2 separate regions of the Mus musculus genome follow, and region 2 is linked to region 1. A link is a contact called in public HiChIP or PLAC-seq data. All regions are on one chromosome and are shown on one strand. Each heading gives the region's core, a stretch centred on a gene start, on an enhancer-like site or on the middle of the called end of the contact. The rest is flanking DNA. Distances are from core to core; before and after follow the strand shown. Region 1 overlaps Adck1 (aarF domain containing kinase 1). Region 2 overlaps Nrxn3 (neurexin III).

Evidence for each region. HiChIP or PLAC-seq counts read pairs in DNA pulled down with a chosen protein or histone mark.
Region 2: a contact with region 1 is called in an H3K27ac HiChIP or PLAC-seq map of SST interneurons, with 6 times the contacts expected there. The contact joins two enhancer-like sites. A contact is called at or near these places in 6 of 484 Hi-C or Micro-C datasets (cerebral cortex, cranial neural crest, embryonic cerebral cortex and 3 more) and 2 of 115 datasets of contacts at active chromatin or transcription factors (SST interneurons and embryonic basal ganglia).

The regions. Positions count from the first base shown.
Region 1 is chr12:88,416,197-88,423,328 of GRCm38.p6, forward strand. All of the region lies in intron 4 of Adck1 (aarF domain containing kinase 1), which reads left to right. Among named protein-coding and RNA genes, the nearest start is that of 4930473H19Rik, 22 kb to the right of the region's middle. Within about 2 kb of position 4,410, at least 13 of the 459 cell types and tissues checked have an H3K27ac peak or open chromatin away from gene starts, as enhancers often do. A contact at or near this core is called in SST interneurons, where this site is marked.
Region 2 is chr12:89,102,070-89,109,017 of GRCm38.p6, forward strand. All of the region lies in intron 3 of Nrxn3 (neurexin III), which reads left to right. Among named protein-coding and RNA genes, the nearest start is that of Gm40537, 130 kb to the left of the region's middle. Within about 2 kb of position 4,537, at least 31 of the 459 cell types and tissues checked have an H3K27ac peak or open chromatin away from gene starts, as enhancers often do. A contact at or near this core is called in SST interneurons, where this site is marked.

The sequences.
Region 1 (7,132 bases), core at 3,160-5,659:
TTGTGTCTTGGGTATTCTAAGTTTCTGGACTAATATCCACTTATCAGTGAGTACATATCATGTGAGTTCTTTTGTGATTGGGTTACCTTACTCAGGATGATGCCCTCCAGGTCCATTAATTTGCCTAGGAATTTCATAAATTCATTCTTTTTAATAGCTGACTAGTACTCCATTGGGTAAATGTACCACATTTTCTGTATCCTTTTCTCTGTTGAGGGACATCTGGGTTCTTTCCAGCTTCTGGCTATTATAAATAAGGCTGCTATGAACATAGCGGAGCATGCAGACACAGTTTTTAATGCTCCAACTTTCTAACCTCCTTACACATGGCTTCCCCTGGGAGCTGCTAGTTCCCAAGACCATAGTTAAGATGTTTGTGTGAAAGGGGCAGTGGGAAAGGGCCAGATCCAGGGAGTGGGTGGGGCTGGTGCCTTGTGGCTTAATTCTCTTGGCTGCCCTGTGAGGGGCATCCATTTTGCCTAGGGGTAAACAGTTCAGAGACGTCAAGTCATGAGCTTGAGGAGAATCTTGGCTCTTAACTCCAACAGTCTTCAGCTTCCCGTGAGGAGTTCTGTGTTTTTTACAAAGGTTGCGGCCCTGGCAGGGTAGCCTTTCCTGTGATTCCTAAGAGGAAAGTGGGCAGGAGGATGAGGGATTCCTGCTGTTGCTACTACTACTATTGTTTGTTAAGTGCTCCTTCAGTCTGGAATGGACACTGGGTATTTTCAAGCATGTGGCTTCATTTAGTCCCAGAGCAGCTCAGCAAGGTATGTGTATGGGATGCCTACTGTAGTGTTCCAAGGTGTGCAAAGTGCATTCAATGTAGAGACATTGGATGACCAAGGATCACACAGCAGTGAATGAGCCAGGGCTGGATAGAAAAGCTTCGTTGGCCGGTTACTCTAGATCCACTCTAGTTACACAGGCTGCCCCTTAGAGGGGATGGGCCTGCTTCAAGGCCACATTGATAGGCTGGTGAGGCTAGACTGAGGCAGCACCCTGAGGTTCTTCTCCTTGCTCTGGCCTCACCTGGTTCTGCCGTCTTGCCTCCAGCACCAGGGTGTCCTTGAGTGGTTACCTCAAGAGCCAGTCAGCTGATGGCCAAGTAGAGGCCTTAGGAAGTGCAAGGATAGGTGGTCAGGCTCTTGTGGAGAAGTGGCTGTCCTGTGCTTGCAAGCTGTGGTTGTACAGGAGGGGCATGCTCTCTTCCAAAAAGAGCCCCCCCCCATCATTGTTTCTCCCTACCAGCTGTCTACTTGATGCTGCCCTTGGGCTCTGCATGTCTTGCTGATTTATGTTCACCACTGAAACAATAATGTTTAATCTGGAAAGGGCTAATCAATTTTTTATGCTGATTATGAATCAGCCAGGTGGGCCTGCTGCTTCATTCGCAGAGCTTGAGGAACGAGTCCATGCCCTAGTTTGGGCCTCTGTGGTAATGTAAGATGGGGAGGCCCAGCTTCCTTCAAGGAGAACCCTTCCTTGGGGCCCTGTATCTCTTGGGAAGAGAGTGTATATGTGCCTGTGTATGTGAATGCATGTGCATGTACATGCATATGTATACATATATGCGTATACATGTATAGGTATGTTTTTGTGCATGTATATTTGCATGCATACTTGAATGCAGGCACTATGTACATATGTGTGTAAGTGTGTGTATGTGTAAATGTATATGTGTACATATTTGTATGCACATATATTGCACATGCACACATGTGTCTGCATATATGTATATGTGTACAGATGTCTATGTGTACACACATGCAGATATCTATATGTATACATGTGCATTGTATATCTCTGTGTGTGTGTGTGTATTTGTGAGTACCTCTCTGGCAAAGGAGGTGGCCTGACTCCAAGTGGAGAGCCAGACTTGGGCATGAATGTGTATTTGCATAGGTGCATGCATTCATGTGTCAGTTATGTGCCTGTGTACACACATCATTAGCCAGTAGTATAGACTGAATCTAGGTAGAGTTCTAGGCTTTCATATACATGCTCATTGACTGTGTGCATATATATGTTGCTGTGTGTAGGTTTGCTGCTATGGGCCTTAGGCATAGTTTGGAAATTGTAAATTGGAAGGGGTACAATGTCATGGAATTCGAAAGGTCATTGAATCTTTTAACACTATCCTTTATAATTTAGGAATCAAGACCAAAAAATGCAATGTGACTTCCTGAAGTTACCTGCTTGATGACAGTGTGGTTCTTCTTTCACCCCTGTATCCTCCAGTGACTGCACATGCTTGCATGGTCATGTGCATGGGTGAGAGTCAGAGTAGGGCACTTTATGAACTGCTGGGGTTGACTAGTCCTTTTGACTTTGCAACTATCCTGACATCTCTGAGAGCTTGTACTTCAGGGAACACGACAAGGTAGTGACAATGTAAGGCTGATGTGGAGTGAAAGAGAGTTCCTCCGAGGTGCTGCTTTCAGGGCTTCCGGATCCCACGGGAGTGTGTGGCGAGGGACGAGCTAGACCTTTCTGGAGGAGGCAGTGCACAGTGTAGAGAGGAGAATGAGCAGGAAGGCTTTTGAGCACCTTTACATAGGTGGAGTAGCCTGAGCTGACTGACAACTGAGGCAGGACAGGGTGACACCTTGGAGGGGTCTCTTCAGGAAGGTGTGTGAATCTTGAGAGTAGAGAGGGTGGTGTCTCTAAGTCTGTATAACTCGTGTCCAAGGCTGGGTCACTAGGGTTTGTCATCTCCATGAGGGCCTTCTGTTGCTGGCTTTATGCACCTCCTGACTTCTCCACTGGCCACAGAACTTTTGTTTTATGGTCCTGTGTTGTACAATTGACAAGCTTCCATGAGGGAGCTCATTTTTTGGTTATGGGGAAACAATAAAACTTCAATGACACTTGCACAGGTGTCACAAGGAGAAGCACACAGTTTTCTGGATAATAAGTTCAGGAGGTGAAACTGGCCTGTCAGAGGAAGCAGTTTGGAAGTTGTGATCCTAGAGTTGTTAAAGGACAGAGGGATGTCACATACAAATGAAATGTCAGAGGCCTCAGGGCATAAAGAACCTGGTCAGGGACAAGAAAGAGGTGGCGACTGCACTCAGAGGCTGGAGAAATGAGCTGGGCGTGTTAAGGGAATCCGAGACTGGCAGTCATTCATCAGCCCCATGAAGAGCACTGCATGGTCTAATGTGTAGTAGCTGGTCTACAGAACTATCTGGAAGACCAGTTAAGTGTCCCTTCATGGTCATCCAGGCAAGAGGTTGGATCATGGCTGGGGAGCAAGAGAGGATGGGTAGGCATATTTGAAGACTGCATTAAATGTGTGTGTGTGTATGTATGTATGTATGTGCGCGCACGTGCGTGTGTATGAGAGGGAGGTGCCAGAATCCACCCTCAGGGTTCAGATATGGACAGTGGGAACCCCAGTACTGACTTAATGCCGAAAGGGACAATATAAGGGTGTCAGCTGGCCACCTGAGGAGGAGTCTTCTATATCATTGGAATTTGCAATACTTTCCTACCTGTAAGAATAGAAACCTTAGTAGTGAGGGTCAGAGTGGCCTTGGGTTCGGGTAGGAGTGATGCTGAGAAGGGGTCTGGGACGAGAGCTCAGACAGTGCCGTGCTTGCCTTGCAGGTATGAGGATCTGAGTTTAACCCCAGAACCAGGGAAATAGTGAGGCGTAGTGTACTTGTTATCCCAGCACCAGGGAGACAGAGACAGGCATAGCATGGGAGCTCCCTGGCCAGCCAGTGTAGTCTATTGGTGAGTGTCAGGCCAGTGACAGATCCTGTCTTAAAAAGCTGGATGATACCTGAGCAGTGGCACCCAAGGTTGTCTTCTGGACTATGCAGGGCTGTTTGCAAACATCCGCTTGTGCATCCGTATGCATGACCATGCACAGGCACTAAGGCTGAACAGACTGCGGCGTCTGGATTCTAGAGATTTAGGTTGAAATAACACATTAGCATGCTGGTGTCATGTGCTTTGGGGCGTTTCTCTGTAGTCGTGTGTGTAGAAGGAGAGGTTTATTGCAACAGCTGGAGATCCTGCCTGTCAGGCTACAGACATGTGACAGAAGACTTTTGGAGGCTGTGTAGCTTTCCCTTAGGGCCAGAGGTTATTGATGGCTGGTTACCTGAGCCGCACAGAAAGCAGGCCTCCTGATGGGGGCAGGGTGATGCTGAAGTTCCATGGGCTTGGCGTTGGGCCAGGGGTTGGAAAGGGACTACTTGAAGAAACAGCTGGGGAACAGAAGAGCCTTGGCCTTGGGAAGAGAAGTGGGCTGGTCCTCCACGTCATCACCTGGTATGGAGTCAAGAAAGCTCTGGCATCCTTCCTGGATCCATACTGTGAGATTCATGTTTGTCCCACATTGCCTTGGGACGGTCCCCAGCTTTCTGGCACACATTTATCCTGGAAAATGGGACAAACGGCTAAGGTCGCTCATATGGTGTGCCAGGGGTCAGAGGACACTGGAAATGGCCCACATAAGACTCTCGCTGAGGTGACAAGTTTGTATGTTTAGTGGTCTCAGTCAATACCTGCTGCTCCTATTTCTGTTTTTGCAGAGGAGGAATCCTAAAGTTAAGATGTTGGCCAAGGCACATTCTCTTTGGAGACCCTGGGAGGGACTCTTTCTTGGCGTTTTGTAGCCTTTAGAAGCTGGCTGAGTGTCTGGCTCCATCCTGTAGTGAAAGAGCAGCACCATCAAATGTCTGTCTCAGCCTCTCAGCCCTGCTCCTCTCTTAGATTCTGATCCTTATGCACACCCCTCCCCCTCTCCCCTTTTCACTTATTTCCTTTCTGCCTCAGTATTGGGGATTGAATCTAGGGCCTCATGTATGCATGAGGGCAAACCCTCTGCCACTGGGTTAAATTCTCACCTCTTCTTCTTCATCTTAGTAATTGTGTGTGTGTGTGTGTGTGTGTGTGTGTGTGTGTGTGTGTGTGTATGTACATGTGTGCAAGTCAGAGGACAACTTAAGGGAGTTTCTCTCCTTTCAACGTGTGGGACTTGGGAATTTCAATTAAGTCACCAGGCTTAGTAGCAAGCACCTTTCCCTACTGAGCAGTTGTGATGTTGGGTCTTGGATGCTTCAGGAGCTTCATGACAGTCTCTTCTGTCATGTAAGATCACATTACAGCTTCTGGGATGGGAACATAGACCATTTTTTCCTGCTTACCCTAAGGTCAGAAAGTCCGTATTTTGACTTTCATAGGTCATATGCTCTCTTTGTCACAGTGGCTCAGCTCTCCCTGATATGAGGAGAGCTGTGCCATTAGCAGGTTGACAGGGAGATCACCCACCCTACAGCTGGTGTGTGTGTGTGTGTGTGTACATATATACATGTATGTGGAGGCCAAAGGGCAACATTAGGTGTCTTCAGCTATTGCTCTCCACCTTTTTTGTTTTTAAAAGCATGGTTTCTTTGTGTGGCTGTGGCTGGCTTAGAACTTATTCAGTAGACCAGGATAGCTTCAAACTCAAACTCAGAGACACCCGCTCTGTCTCCTGAGTGCTGGGATCAGAGGTGTGCACCACCACCGTGGGTTCCCACCTTGTTTTGAGACAGGGTCTCTCACGGAACAGCTGGCTGATTTGGTTAGGTTGGCTGACCGACGGCCCGTGTCCACATCTGCAGTGCCAGGACTGCAGGCACATGCTGCTGCCCAGCCTTTTCTGTAGGTGCCGGGGATCCAAGCTGAGGTCCTTTTGCTGGTTTAGAAAGCATAGTGCCCACTGGGCTGTCTTCCCAGCCCCATAGCTGCAGCATGTTCTCTTTCCTCGTAGCTTTGGTGGACGTGCCGCAGCTGAGTTTCCCATCCTTTTAAATTCCTTGGCACTATGTCTTCCTCACATGGAAAGGGAGTCCCGAGAACTTTTTGCTGCACGCATGTTCTAGATTCCCTTGCTCTGGACTTTGAGGTATGGCAACATAGCTTAGGCATGCTGCCACTGCCCAGAGTTCAGGAAGCCTGTCCCAACAGCAAGTGGAGCAGCCATAAGTGAAGGACACCATACTGCACATTGTATCCCGCAGCTCTTGTTTTGAGCCTAGGGATATCTGAAGGTGATTGGAGAAGGCCTGCCAGATTGGTGAAGCTGAGCCTGTTAGAATTCATGAGCTGCACAGAACACTGGGCTTGCTCTCTTGTAAGAGGACCCTTCTCTGGTGAGGGGCCAGGAAGCCCAAGGTGCTCTGGATTCTGGATTGGGAGCCATCAGATCCTTGGCTCCCTCTTGTCACTGTATGCCCTTGCTCAGTTCATCGCTCTCTCTCCCCTGGAAGGCACTTCTTTCTCTCTGTTAGCAACTTCACTGACTCCTCAGTCTTCAGGTCTCACTCTGCTCTTTTGTCGGAGACCCTCTCTGCCCACGCCTATGTTCTGTTTGTCGAGTGCTAGCGCTCTGTCCCTCTCCCTTCTCCGTGCTCAGGAGGACCAGCCATTGCTCTCCTCATTTGCACTGAGTTGGTATGTTTCTATATCTGCCCGTACTTCCCTTACATTCTGCTAGTAACTTCAGAGGATGGTGACTGGATTCATGTTATACTTCCTTTTCCTTCCCCTTCAGTCTCCAGTGATAGCTACAGTGCCCTGCACTGGTTCGTCTCCTAGGAAATTCTTGTTGTACGTGTAAAAGAGTAACGGCTTCTGGTGAACATGTTGTCCTCTGTAAAATGGGGTTGATACCAGCTCCTCTAACTAACCTCCAGAGAGAGTGGAAAATTAGGTAAAAGTGCTTTGAGGATACCAAACGTTATGCAAATATAAGGTGTTGTCTGTGGTTGATTTGAACATCCCGTTCCCGGGAAGCTAAGTTCTCCTGATGCTCCCTTGGGCTTACCTAGGTTCAGAATCAAGGAGGTGGGAAGGCCTTCTGGTGCCAGCTGGCACTGGAAAGTTCCAGACTTCTGGTCCTATGTATTGGCCATATCTTGACTCTTGTTCCACCAGAGCACTTCACCTGCCTTGGTGACTGCAGCTTCAAGCGTGGCTCATTCCTAAGCTCTGATCACCCGGGGGACACCTGCTCAGGCTGTGCCCTGGCCGGGGTGGGGAAGGGGTCACGATCTCATAATCTTCTCTAGCTAGGATCTCTAAGTCTCTTGTCTCAGAGACCTCTGTTCATAGGCAGGAGCATATACCCCACCCC
Region 2 (6,948 bases), core at 3,287-5,786, 690 kb after region 1:
TATTTATGTGCACTCGTGTTTGGGTCTTCTGTCTTCTTCCATTTACCTACATGTGTGTTTTTGCTTAAGTACCATGTTGTTTTTATCACCATACTTCTGTAATGTAGCTTGAAATCTGGTATAATAATCTTTCCAGTATTCTTCCTTTGCTCCTGCTTTGGATATCCAGGAATTTCTATGATTCCATATAAGTTATTAGGATATTTTTCTAATTCTGCAAAGACTATTTCATGAATATGTTTTTTGGTATATTTAATCTGTAAATTTCCTTTGGTGGGATAACTATTTTTACAATATTAATTATACCAATCCATGAGCCTAGGAGGTCTTTCCACCTTCCAGTGTCTTTCTCATTTTCTTTTTTCATAGATATAAAATTTTTCATTGTAGAGATTTTTCGAATTCCTTGGTTAGGTTTATTCCTAGATATTTTGAAGCTATTGTGAATGAGAGCATATCTATGATCTCCTTCTCAACATGTTTAATATTGGTATATAGAAGGGCTACTGTTTAAATATTTTTATTTAATTAAAAACACATATATAGTATATGAGTGTATGTTATATATATCTGTAAAATTCATTTTCTGTTTTGTTTAACTTTTGCAAGAAATGATCTGAAACTTAGTGGTTCAATAAAACAGGCTTTTAAAAAATCATCTTTTAATTCTATAAATCAATAGATTTAGTTGAGCTAAGGTACCTTGTTCTCATATATGATTGACAGATGATGAAAGAATCAACTGGAAAGAACCTTCGCATGGCTGCCCAAGTAGTCCCTAGGACTTATCACTTTGTGGCTAGATGCTAAGAGGAGCAAATATGACAAAGGGCATTATAGAAATGCAAGTAGAAACTAGGAGACATTTTATAACCTAGTTTCAAAAATCATTCAATTCTACTATAGAATAGGTCACAAGGAAGTCATGAGGTTGTCTTTTGAGTACAGTAGTAATTGTTACTCAAAGGCAGCCTCATTTTTAACCAGCAACCTATATGGATAGAGATATGGTAGAAGCAGGTTTAATGAAATGTATTGAATTTAAACTGCTCAGCTTCTATTATCTGCCAGCATGTTATCTCTGTTCTAAAACTCAGAACAAAGGGAATGAAAGGGTGTTTGTGGGGCCAGAGAGAAAACTCAGCAAAGTGCTAGCTGTGCTGCCTGAGGACCTGAATTCAAGACCCAGAAACAATACAAAGTGACAGGCATGATGGAGCATGCAAGTATCCCAGGACTGGAAAGTTAGGGATGGTTAGAACCGTGGGCTCACTAGCCTGCTGGTCCAGCATGATCAATGATTCCCAGGTCTCAGTGGGAGAAAATCCAAGTTATTATCTCAAAAAAACAAAGTGGATGTTTCCTGAAGAATAACCTTAGAGGTTGACCTCTGGCCTTTATATGCATATTCATAAGCACATACCCATTCATAAAATAATATACAAATTTATATGCAAACATACAAATTCATATGCAAACACACATGGAAAGGTATATAAAGTACATGAACACATACACACACAGAGTTTTGTTTGTTTTTTAACAACAAGGATGGATTATCTAGGCCCATCCCTTGAGAAGTAACTATATCCCAGTTAATGCTAGTTATTAAGCCTAGTTAATGTGCTTTAATCTCTTACCATGTTTCCTCTACAGTAGCATAAAATGGAACTTACTAAGATACACTGACAGATATTTTCCTTCCCTTTCCTGTCCAGCCCATCTGACTTCACAGAATTATTGCCATATCCAGCAATAAGACCCCAGAATTTTGTGAAGAATACATAAGAGCAAAGAGAACTAGAGTGAGTGCCTTCTCTTTCATCTGCCCTTTGGTGTTCTCAGTCCCAACAGAGAGACTGTTAACAGAGTTGGGTAGCTGTAGGTCCTAGGCTGTGGACAGGTGCTAATACTGAGTGAGAGTGGCCATAGGCCTGTGTGTCTGACCTATGTGGGCCAGGGCTCAGGAGCTGAGAGGAGGAAGCTGAGCTGCAGGGCATTTCCATCTGTGAAAATGACTTTTACCTTTGAGGCAGCAGCCGCGACAGCAATATTTCATGTCCTCCATGGTGTCTCCTACCTTTAAATGTCAGTCTTCGAAGGCACCTTATCTCCTGTAGCACACTTCAATTAGGTATTCCAAATCACGCTTCTTTCTTTTGGGACAAATATGCCAGAGGTGATATTTACTATTCCAGTAGCATTTTTAATGCTCATGGGAGAAAAAGACCTTGTGAACATCAGCTCCCTTCTTCTAATAAGACCCATGGATGAGGACATCCAGTCTGGCTTTGAGGACAGTAACTGGATGACTTAAGTGGCTAACCTCGGTCTCTACCCCTTCTGCTTGCCCTACTCTGGTGCTTGCCTGCTAGGGACAGTTGTGACATTTGTCAAAAGCAGACTCCATGTCTTCATTTGGAGGTTCCTGACTGACTTCCAGAAAGTCTACTCTTGTCTCCAGACACTGGGTCTCTTATTCCACTCAATACCTGGTTCTCTCTCTGGTTTGAAGAATGTGTTTATTTTTCTCCCCACTTATTGTATATAGCTCTCCTTATTTTCCCCCATGGGCACATCTTAGGCTTTTTATGGTGCACCACCACCTCTCTAGGAGACAGCTGGTTGAGAAATTCATGAAGTGATTGGTTCTTCCTTGTGGTTGAGTTCTAGTTGCTTTGCCTGGTTTTGGGGGTCCTTCAATCTACAGTGCATTCCTTAGTTCCCCTCCTATTGTCCTCATTCAATGGAGTGTAGTCTTCAGTGTAGATTTTGTGCACTTCTCTGACTAAATAATGCATGGGCCTACCATTGTACTTGGCATATATGGATGGTGGGAGGAGCCAGTCTCTGCCAACATCTGTATTTAGAATCTTTCTACTGGATCTCTTTTCCAGAATTCCCATTACATCCCAATTCTTTATTAGCCTTCTCTGATCAACCTAATATTTGGTATTTCCTCTTGCCGGAGTTCTAAGATACTTATTAACAGTACTCATTTAGTGTTTGATATATGTTGTCTTATATTGTTTTGTATGTTTTATTCTAGACAGATTGTATGAACCTGTCTAGTACAAGTGATATCTTGTGTTCATTTCATCTACCCTCCAATTCTAAGATGACCCTTTGAACATAGCAGAGTCTCAGTTAACATTCAGTGATCAAGTAGAACACTAAGGAGCATGCCTTGTGTTGCTATTCTGCTCAGTTCAGATATCATCTTGAATAAAGTTATTTTCAATTTTCCTATAGAATTTCTTGGAACTGTAGGCTTTCCCCCTGGCTTGCCCCTAAAACTGATCACTTGAGAAGAGCTTTTTCCTAGTGTGAAAGAGTTTTGAAAGCATCTAAGCATTGCCTCAGGTAGTGCTTGGACAATCAAAATCTTTTAGTGATCAGCGTGAAGGGATTTAGACTGTCAGGTTGCATTCTAAAGTGGTAGCATAGAGCTGTTGAAACTACCACAAAACTACCAGTTTTGTCACTACTATCCATTTGTGATAATCTCTGTGCCTTGGTTTCTTTGTCTGCAAAATGGGTCTAATAATGACTATCTTATGGAGTCATGATGATGTTCTGCTGTGATACAAAATGTGAGAGGACAGATATTATAAAACACTATGTACATGCCAATAATGAAGTTTCCAGCAACTCTGGGCATGATGGTGGTGGGCGATTGGTTCTCTCCATGAGGTATAAACAGAACTCTGGGCATCCTGGTAAACTCACTGAGAAATCAGGGATTTGCCATGGCCTCAACTGTGACCTACAGATAGAAGAAAACTGGAAAGGAAAAAAAAATATAGACCAGTGAGTTCAGCATCAGTAATTAAGTCAAGTAAAATGGGCTGTGGGATGCATGACAAACATTAGACCCTGGGTATGCATTTCAGCAGATCCTATTGCGTCAACATCCAGAACACCATCTACTCACCTATAACTCTCTTCTATGTAGTTCTTTTCTGTTTCTTGCTTGATTGCTTTCATTTGTCTAAAGCAATCTTGGCATCCTGTGCTAAGCCTGCTGACCCCAAAAGGACACTCTGAAAGCCTGATTTTCTGACTGGTGTGATGTTGCTGCTGGTTTTGGCTGATGCCCAGGATAAGATATGTAGTGGCTATCCATTCACTGAGTGGACCCTCCTCAGCCCCATCTTTGCATAAAGAGCTGGGCAGATTGACGGAGGGAGCAGAGCTAGGTTGGATCTTTTCTGGTCTTTCTCTTTTTCTTCCAGTTTTCCATGTGGCGTCAGCAGCTGAGTAAGGGAAAGCTAAGAGGTTTAAATGTGCTTTTGCTCCACGGGTCAGATTAATAACCCAAAGCCTTTCACACTGGCAGATCAGGGTGAGGCAGTCCAGCCAGAAAGTACTAGGTTATGGGGGCAGTGGCTGGAAAGCCAGATCGTACCAGAGGTGACAGCTGACAACAAATGATGAAGTGGCAAACCCGGTCTGCTGCCTCCCAGCCCCCACCCTCCTGCCTTCTGCCTCTGTCCTCTCATTCTGAGATGGCTGCACCGTGCTCCAGCCTCTGGCGGCTGCTGCCCTCTGCTGGGAAGAAAGCTTCACTTGGTGCGAACATGTGGAGCGCTGTACATCCTAGGAAACCAACCTTAGGGCACAAAGCCATGCACTGCTGAAAATATAGGAATCATTCAAGGGGAGAAGGCAGAGGTTCCACAAGCCCCTTGTATCAAAGTGGTCGCAACTTGTCACAGATCTTTGGAATGTAGCTGTTATGGATTCATTGCTTGGATCCTTCAATTTTCTGTCTGAGTGGAATGTCCCTGGGGAATGTGATTTGGTCTTCTTCCTTAACTGGCTTGGGCATTGTATCTTGCGACCCTCCATTGAGGACCCTTAAACATCACTGTTGGTTTTGTTAAATGAGTCACTTAGGCATAACCTTTTCTTGAGAGAAACTGACAGAGGGAAATGGAATCTTGAGGAGGCAGTAGGGTGGTGGGGTTGGACAGTCTTATGGTTCAGAGGACCCTGCAGAGAGTGGGTTTCTCAGTGGTCAAGGGGGGAGCAGGACAAGGGCCAGATGAAGGAAGCAGGACTAACAGTGTAGGTAATGAACTACCTTACTAGTTCACAGCTTTCCCAAGAGTTGTTTATGCAAATTAGATCGTGCTCAGCTGACCTCAGGAGGGTCCCTGTCTTCAGCATGACAGCAAGGTGACCTTGGTCATTGCTGTTTCTTCATACTAGCATATAGCACAGCCAGACAGGATCTATGACCTCAGTGACCACACAGCAATTCTACTTGAGGGATTTATTTTCATTCCGTTGGTTTCTGCCAAGTCTGTGTTAGAGCAAATGGGGCTCTCCCAGCCAGCAAGTGTCTCCTCGTGATGTGTGTAAACAGTACTGGTCAGGAAATAGGTTTCCTGTTCTTAATGGGCTTGTTCAACCTCGTATTGAGTGGGGCACAAATAGCTTTATTATGAATAATAGTAATGGTAGCAAGCATCGTTGCTATTCATAGTAGGAACATTATGTTGTCAGTTCTGACTGGTCTTTCTTCTGTTAGCTTTATTAGCTTGGAGGCCCTTTGGCTCAGGAATGAGTATAGAATAATACTAGGACCAGTAGTTAGGGAAGGTGTTCCAGGTTATCTTTGTATAACCTGCAGAATACCCATTCCGAGCCTCTCTCCACTCTTACAGTATTTTCCTCCTGCATCCCTCCCACAATTCTCTCAAGGCTTACTCTCCTGCATCCCTTCCATCATCCTCTCAAGGTTCCTCCTCCTGTGTCCCTCCCACCATCCTCAAGGTTCCTTTTGTATCCCTTTCTTCTGGGTTTTAAACTATCCTCCTATCTTATAAGAAAGAAGGACTAACATTTTGTTCTTTTTATTTTAATTAAGCCCGAAAGCCATAGACAAGGTTCTGAGGTGAAATTCTGGTGTGAGGTGGAGACTGTAGAGAGAGTAAGGGAAGCTGGATCATGCATAGAAGTGGGGCTTGTAGTTTTATTTCTAGGACCTTTATGTCACCTAAACTTCAACATGGTGATACCTGATCACTGATGAGATGGCTTGGGATATGGAGGGGTGATTGGGTAACAAGGGTAGATAACTCAGGATTATGAAAAGGCTTAGCTTGTTCCTTCTCCTTTATGAGATCCCAGCAACCAGGTAGCGTCTGTAAACCATGAAGTCTGTCCAAAGATGATACTGAATCTGCTGGCATGCTAAGACTGTGTTAAGGCTGAGGAACAGAAGGGAGTGTTTCTAACTATGCTAGTCATTTTTCGAGATACTGTGAGACTAAGAGGAACTTACACTTGGAATGATTACATTTACAATTAAAAAAAAAAACGTTTCTCAGCAATGCAGCACTCTTTCTGGGTTTGTGGAGCTTACTTAGGTGAGCCTCACAGCGAAAGACTTTCATTCTGTAACTGAACCCCAAAGCCTAGTTTTACATGGACCCAGAACCACTTGAGGCAGTTTTGGTACATGGAAAGGATGAATTTACTCTGGTGATTAGGGGCATGGGCACCGCCATTCTGGAGTTCAGCAAGAGAAACCATATCATGTTCATCTAATATCTCTATCCTTATTCCTTATCCCCTGTTTACCATGCTGATCTCTCTCTCTCTCTCTCTCTATGTCTGTCTCTCTGTCTCTGTTTCTCTCATTGAGAAACATGGGAGGGGTGTTTGGGATGGTGTCCTATGTCTTAAAGCTCCCTTCAAGCTCACTGTATAGATAAGGATGACTTCACATTTCTGGTCTTCTTACATCTTCCAAGTGCTGAGAGTTTAGGCATGCACCAACAATATCTGGTTTATGTGACACCGGGGATCAAATCCATTGGCATCGTGATTAGACCTAATCCAAAGTGAGGTCTCTGGTTCTACACTAGCATTTTGTAATTTGTGAATCTTCCCTGAGTGGGACTCAAGCTCTCTTTTGTCTCGTGATCTTAAACTAGT